Linked DNA regions of Zea mays: region 1 is linked to region 2. Evidence: chromatin contacts called from public Hi-C data. All regions are on one chromosome and are shown on one strand. Each heading gives the region's core, a stretch centred on a gene start, on an enhancer-like site or on the middle of the called end of the contact. The rest is flanking DNA. Distances are from core to core; before and after follow the strand shown.

Region 1 (3,970 bases), core at 751-3,250, 170 kb after region 2:
TGGGCCGACCGACGAAAATAGCTAGGCCCACGAAAATTTATGCGTTTCCTGTAGTGTCCATAATCCGCCCCGACATTTGAGGGTGCCATGCGCGGGAAAGTCAGACGATTTCTTTGGATAGCGCACGATTTGACGGACTGCCTGGGCTCGAGTCTGTCGCCTTCTCAGATCGGCCCATTCTGCCAGTAGCTTTTGCCCGGCCAACGAAGGGATGGCCTTGCGGGGTAACTGGTCTGAGACCCCGCGCGAAGACCTTTCGCCTTCTAGTGGACCCGAGGAATATCTGTCCCCCACATAGGTGGTCCAGGAGGAGTCATACAATGAGGAGTACGAGTTGATCTAGGTGGCGTCTCCCAGTTAGCTTTATGGTGTCATAGATGGACATTTAGTTCGCTTTATATTTATTATTTATTTTTGTAAGACTTCGCTATGTAATAATGACATTTATGATATTTGTGACATTTATCTATACACTTTGTTATTATATGTGTTGTTCTTCTTTGGCCCACATATGAGACACACCGGATTTATCCCTTAAATCCGGGTATGACAACTCGTCATCATGCTTGACATTCGTCGCCACCTTAAGCCAAAGCTGTCGTCCTTCGGTCGTAGCTTCGACATTCGCCGTTAAAACCCTTAGATAATATGTTCGTCTTGAGGACCTTCGGCGGAGAAGAAGACCCCAACAACTTCATTGACCGTGTTGTACCAAGACATATTGGATGGAGTAAACAACAAAACCAGTTAGCCAAATAAAAATATTATGCGGAGAGCAGAGACAATCAATAAAAAATCTTGAGATCTTTTCTAATAAATAGTTTACATGGATATTGTTGTGAGCCGTTGCAATGCACGAGCAATCGACTAGTTAGCTTATATGAAAGAGTTTATAAGATGGACGATGGTGGCGAGAGTTTGCTTGGCCCAAGCATCAACGCCAGGAGTTGAATTCCCAATGCCAGACAGTGCCTGCGAGGCTTCCATCCAATCGAGCCACTAGTGCTTCGAGAACCTAAACGCAGTAGCGGTCATACTACGCCCGTGTTGTGTTTGGTTCAGCTTTCGAGCCGCTTCTGGCCGGCGAAAGCCCATGGTGGTTGCCAAAAGACCGGATTCTGGCCTAGCTTCTCAGGGAAGCGCTTCCTACGACCGCAATAGTAGCATGTCAAGTCCGAAGCCATCTGAAGGCCGCGTCCGTGAGAATCTGAGTGAGCGACGGTCCGTTTACTTATAAAACTTATGTATTGTCAGTTTAAATTAATTTATAAAATTTTTGTATTCGTAAGATGATAAAGCATTTTGTTGTCAAATACCTAGATCCTTATTAGTTAGTTTCTGGTCCTGTTTGGCACAACTTATTTTCAGCTTCTTCACAAATTTAAGCAGAAGTTCTGCCAAACAGCTAACTTCTGCAGCAGCTTATCAGTTCAGCTGCTTTTCAGAATACACTATTAGGCCCTGTTTGGTTCAGCTTTTTTCTGACCAGCTTTTCTGAAAATCTGGCTGTGTGAAGAATCTGGCTGTGTGGAGAATCTGAGTATCATTACGATTACGTGTGAAGGAAGATAAAGTTGTTCATAGGGCTCATGATCTAAAAAGTGACGGATTCCTACTATTACAATGACTCAACCGATTACGTGTTTATGTTGATTTTGGATGATTTTTGTCCCAACGAATTTTATAGAAGCTGGCTGAAAAGCTGAGAGTTTGGCAGTCCGCAGCAGCTTTTGGTGACCAGAAACTGCCAGAAGCCCAAACAAACAGGGCCTAAAAGCAGCCAACAAGCAGAAGCTGTTTTTCACCAGCTTATCAGATAAGCTGCTTTTTCAACAAGCAGCAGCAGGGCTTCTCTCCGCAACTAGCTTCTCCTTATGCCAGCTCGAAAAGCTTCTTCGAAAAAAGCTGCCCTACGGCCCACGGGGCAACTTGAGAAATCCAACTCGTATCCTTCTCTCTTCCACGGTTCCACTTCCACCCCGGACTACGCTGCCTTCTCTCCCGCGAGGGCGAAATACACGACACTTCGATTTCACAAAACCCTAGGCCCCAACCACCTCCCTAACATGGCGACGCTGGCGTCGGCCGTCTCCGACGTGGGCGTCGAAGAACCCTCTCCAGCAAAGGCAGCTGACCCGAAGGAACCAGCGGCCGCCGTGGAGGAACCAGCGGCCGCCGCGGCGGAATTGGCAGGGGCATCCATTCCATCTCCCGTCGCGGCCGCAGACGCTGGAGATGCCTCTTCCGGTCCCGCGCTTGCCACCACTCCTCCCGCTTCACCTGCCACGTCCGCAGCGCCTCCTCCCGTTTCTCCCGCCCCGCTAGTTTCTCCTGCCCCGCCCGCAGAGCCAGGGCCGCCGCGGTCGCAATTTGCAGGCTCCCTATCCTACATAGCGCCAGGGACACCGTCTCCGTCGGCAGCTTTTTCTTATAACGTACTGCCGAGAGCGCCACCAGCGCCCCAAGTTGGCGGCGCTGCAGCTTCACTACAGCCATGCTCTTCTCCGGTAGGCATTTTGACATATTCGCTGCTGCAGCTTATCTGCCTTGTGTTGCTGACTGTTTATGCTTACGTTTATGGTTTTCTTTTTCACTGATGCGTTTCTGTGTATGACCACATGTCTAGGGTTGTAATTTCATCTAGAATGAGATAATGTTAGCTATTGCGACTGAACTCTACTGATTAGCTTTTAGGATGAGCAGTGACATTTGGACCAGTACAATGGTCAATGACTTTTGTATGCAAACTGTGTATAGTCATAAATCTCTTTGGTGTGTTCTATAGAAACCTTTTTGTAATAATGGGAACTCCATGCTCGTAAATTCATTAGTGAATTTGCTAGCTGTACATAACACAGTATTTCAGTTTCTACATGGAGTTGATGACATGTTGATAGACTATTGCCAATGCCTGTTTAACTTGAAAATGAAAGATGGCTAACGCTAACCCATGATTTTGGTCATGGTATTGCCTATTTAACTATATGTTGCATAGCTCATGCTATTACTACAGCGTTGTGATTTTTTGTCATGCTTAATTATTTTATTTTGATCGAATATTATGGTCGATAGATAGCAAGATTCGTTTGTTATTTCCATTGTATGTGATTAGCTTGTGTATTCTGTGCATGAAGAATTTTGTGAATTTGTCAAATGCCTAGAAAGTAGAAACCTACCCAGCAGTGATAGCTTTGCATTATGTCACATCTATAAATGTTCCATAATCAAAATTGATTATCTGAAAGATGATAACGCAACTGACCTTCCACATCTCGCAGCCAATTTAACATTTTAGCATAGTATGCACAATTGTATATCTGAAGGTCCTTGTAAGTCGTAGTAAATCTGTAAATGGGGTCGAGACCCTGTTGCACACAGTGGGGCTGATGATGGTCGACGTCTGGATTCACGTAGTCATAGGGTCACCACATTGTTGCTGCATGGTCGTCACACAGAACTAGAGCAATACGGATATGCTTTTCTTACAAAGCAGACGGATAAGCTTACACAGACTGAGAGCTTTTTCAAATTTCAATCTTTGACGAGATTGAATGATCTTCAGATCAAGTTTGATGTTCTCTAGTGAGGGAGGAGACGCAAGAAGGGATGCTGCAGTCAAGGTTGAATGTGGATTGTGCAGCAGTGGTTTTAGGGGTGACGGAAAGGGAGTGCGATTGTCGAAGGACCCAAGAACAGATAACAATAATTTTGCCTTGCCTCCGTGTGTTATGCATGCCCTGTATATGGTTAGGGAAACTAGTGTTGTGCTGGTGGGCCAATGTATGGCTGTCTAGCTAATCTTTTCCTTTTTTTCTTTCTTTTTTCCTTTCTAAACATGCGATTGATTTACCTGTTGGTCTGGTTACATATGAACATAGATCGGTATAGCTCTTTGTCCCCCAGTCATCAACCTTGATTGCTTGGGGTCATGTACTATGTTAGGAAGTATTACCTCCATTCTCGAATATTT
Region 2 (3,714 bases), core at 494-2,993:
TTGAGTCGTGGTCAGTTTCCATACATTTGTCTTACGTTCGCTCGTGCCTTCCTCGAAGTGATCATTCAGACCATACCCAATGTCAAAGCCCATATGTTGACATACCAACTCATGTATTGTCACTGGAACATCACACTCATGTTAGAGCCCAACTCGTACATATCCTTTCCTAGAATGGTCATTTGTACAATCATGTGAAATCCAATTTAGGGGGAGGGGGCAGGGTCGGGCACAGCTCCCAACCAATGGGACGGATGAGGCAGACTCTATAGGATGCAACCTTACACTCTGCCCCTTCAGGCGATCTGAGGTTGGATGAGACGGGGACTCAAGGTCGGCCCATCTATCCCTGGACTTTTAGGGGCAGGGGTCGGTCGAGGTAGAGCCACGAGGCAGGACTGTTCACACGTTTATATATTATTAAGTAACCATATAATGCAATTTTATTTATCAAGACACAACTTGCGAGCCAAACCGAGCCTCCTCCTTCAGCTCATTTAGTGGGCGAGCCGAGCTCAGTCAGCTAGCCAACGAGCAGCACCGAGCTGAGCTCGTCTCGGCTCATTTCAGCCCTAGTGCAGTATCGACACTTTAATATATGGTATGTGAGCCATATGTCCACTTTAATTTTTAATTTTTTTAGGGAGAGTACTGATACATCCAGCCCAAGCGGAGTTGGTCGAGACCCAACAAATTAGGGTTGCTTAGAGCCCAACAGTTCATTAAGCATACCCAAGTGAGGGAGAGGCTCAATCGCCCCAAAAGACTAGTCTGATGGGAAATGGTGGTTCTCACTTTTAAGGTGGCTTCCTCCACCCAACTTAAGCAATGTGGGATAATTCTGAGGCTCACATGGTCACCGTTTGGCCAATTGCGTCTTTGCCAATGAGTAATAGTGAATGATGTCCTCATCATTCACACTTCTTAAAATGGGTCCTAACTCTGATACCGGATCATACACCCAACTCAGGCAGGGCTGGCCGTGGCCCAACAAATTAGGGTTGTCCAGAGCCTAACAGTTTATTAAGCACACCCAACTCAGAGAGAGGTCCAATCGCCTCAAAAGACTAGTCTGATGCGAGAATGATGACTCTCTATTTTAAGGTGTCTTCCTCTTTCTAAGTTAAGTGAGGTGGAATAATTTTAAGGCTCACATAGTCGCCGCCCGACTACAATTGAGGCAACTAGACCAATTACGTCTTTACCCAGAGGTAATAGTGAAGTATGTCATCATCAAGTCCACTTTAATTTTAAATTTATTTTTTTGTTGAGAGAGACCATCACACTATTTCACCACTCGACACTTGACTATCAAATTTGTATTGTACTATTAAACATAATTGATCATCACAACACAAGGGTATTGTACTAGTGAATATTAAATATAAGTTTAATTAGGATTTAATAAATTCATCTTGATTTTTAATCTACATCTGTTTAATTAATGTTATAATTATATTATATTTAATATTTGTAATTATTGTGAACAAAACGGCAACGACTGCTATGCAAGTAGTCCTTCTATGCAAGCGTGGAATCAAACCATCTGATCCATTAGATCGTGATCCAACCATAGGTCACATTTAACACTTAAATCCTTCCACCACCAGCTTAATAATCTTTATAAAAAATCCTAATAAACCATAGTTATATCTATGGTTGGATCGTAATCTAATGGATCAGATGGTTTGCTTGTAGGCTTGTACAGAAGGACTGCTCCGTCGTTGCCGAACAAAACACCCTAGTCCCCTACAATATACTCTCGACTCTCGAGTCTCGATTCTCGAACCAGGTCCCCGGACGGGGACGGCTGAACTCGAGCTCGAGTCCTCGCGCGAAGTCGCTGGTGCTGCTGCTATACCCCGGCCGCCGCCATGCGCCTCCTCCTCACCGCGGCATGGCCGTGCGCTATCCTCCTCATCCTTGCCAGTGCGCTACAGTCGGCAACGGTGGCGAGTTCCGGTGCCGCTGCTGCCCGTCTGGAGTGGCAGGTCCTGACCAGGGCCAACTTCTCGTCCCAGATCCGGCTCCGCCCCCACGTCCTCCTCCTCGTCACGATGCCCTGTGAGGACACGTGCCTGCCTCTTATTTCTGATGAGCTTCATAGTCGTTTATCTGGTTCAACTAAACACATTTCTTGTCTCCCAGTGCAACTCACCGTATCGATAAGATTAACAGTCTATCGGAAATGACAACGCAAAACGTGACAATTCGCAGTGCCCCAGATCCCCTTTTGCATTGGATCTGGGTAATTAAGCTATGTTCAATGTTTGCATGGTTGCGAATCAAAATTCCAAAATCTAGCGTTTGTTGCATATTTCTGGTGTATTTACCTTAAAATGTGCTCTGATGCTCCATCATAGCACACGTGGGCACAGCATGCTATAACCTAACTGTTATTGTTACTGATCCCAATCTGCAGGGTATGGTGAGTCCAGATCACTGATGGCTGACATAGAACGTTTGGTTGGTTCCAATGAGGAGCTTAGTCGCCTCAAGCTGATGGTTGTATACAAGAATTCTGAAAAGTTGCTGACAGATGCTATTGGTGCTGCTGAAGGAATAACTGTGGTATACTACCAACGTTCCATGCAATTCAAATATCAAGGGAAGCTTCGTGCACATGATATTCTGTCTGCAGTGCGCTATATCATGTCACTTGACCATGAGGAGTCCCCTTTTGAGGTTTTGCATACACAAGAAGATGTCGAGACCTTCATCGAATCTACCGATAAATCCATACTCCTTTATGAATCATGTGGATGGTTCACCAGATTGGCTCATGGCGGGGGCAACCAAAGTTATGAGGCAGCGTCATCAAATAACAACACAGAAAACGGTTTGTCTACTCTACTACTTCCTTCCGTATTTTTTTCCAGCTTTTGAAGCATTATTTTTTCGTTTCTTCAGGGAGGGAGGGAGTCACTTTGTTGAAACCTGAATATTGAGCCTGATAGCTATGAGCCTCCGACAGTAATATTGACACTACAGTAACCGTCAGTCAACCTGGCAACCTGGGCTCCTCCCTCCCTGACCCATGTACTTTTGTGAGGACGAGGAACTCCCTTGAACAGACGCATTTCATATGCTTGTGCAACACAAGCCGCCAGTGCTCAGTGCATCCAACACTCCTAGTTGCCATTACAACACAATATTTGCAAGGACCAGTTGCCAAATGCCAGTCTGGCCACATGGACATGACTTGTGGATCTCATCCTGGCCTTCTTAGTTCTTCACCAACATGCATATGCTGCTTGGCTTGCTGTCTTCACTTCTGTCGCCACACTCACGAGCTGTTACACGATTACGCCTCAAGCTAGGCTGCTTCTATAACAGCAAGTCCACAATACTCTAGTGTGACCAGTGGCATAGCTAGGATTTTAATCTATGGTGGTCCAATTTAATATAAAACTCTTGTTAATGTTAACAATATAAATGCGGCATGTTATTAATATATAATTTACTAAAATATAAGACAAACACATTAAAAAGTCTCAAAGCATTTTTAAAATGAGCACTAAACTCTGAAGTTTACTTAAAGTTGCTTACTGCCTAAATATGTATTACACTCTTGCCCAAAATTCTAGGGTGGTCCATGGTCCACATGGACCAACCCTTGGCTCCATCACTGAGTGTGACTAGTGAAAACGCCGATTTGTCGTTGATCCACTGCGTTCTCTTGCTGAGGCATCAAGCCAACATGACACCACAGCG

The links. Hi-C and Micro-C count contacts between places; a contact is called where the count stands out from the background.
Region 1: a Hi-C map of leaf shows a contact between it and region 2, with 2.5 times the contacts expected there. The contact joins the promoter of LOC100304231 here to the promoter of LOC100384665 in region 2. A contact is called at or near these places in 8 of 25 Hi-C or Micro-C datasets (ear, endosperm, leaf and 2 more).

The regions. Positions count from the first base shown.
Region 1 is chr5:28,036,175-28,040,144 of Zm-B73-REFERENCE-NAM-5.0, forward strand. LOC100304231 (Pre-mRNA-processing protein 40C) reads left to right here and starts at 2,001. Exons shown (of 16, transcript NM_001347126.1): 1 at 2,001-2,507. The coding sequence starts at 2,067.
Region 2 is chr5:27,868,664-27,872,377 of Zm-B73-REFERENCE-NAM-5.0, forward strand. It overlaps LOC100384665, which reads left to right and starts at 1,744. Exons shown (of 8, transcript XM_008645949.2): 1 at 1,744-2,064; 2 at 2,423-2,839. The coding sequence starts at 1,875.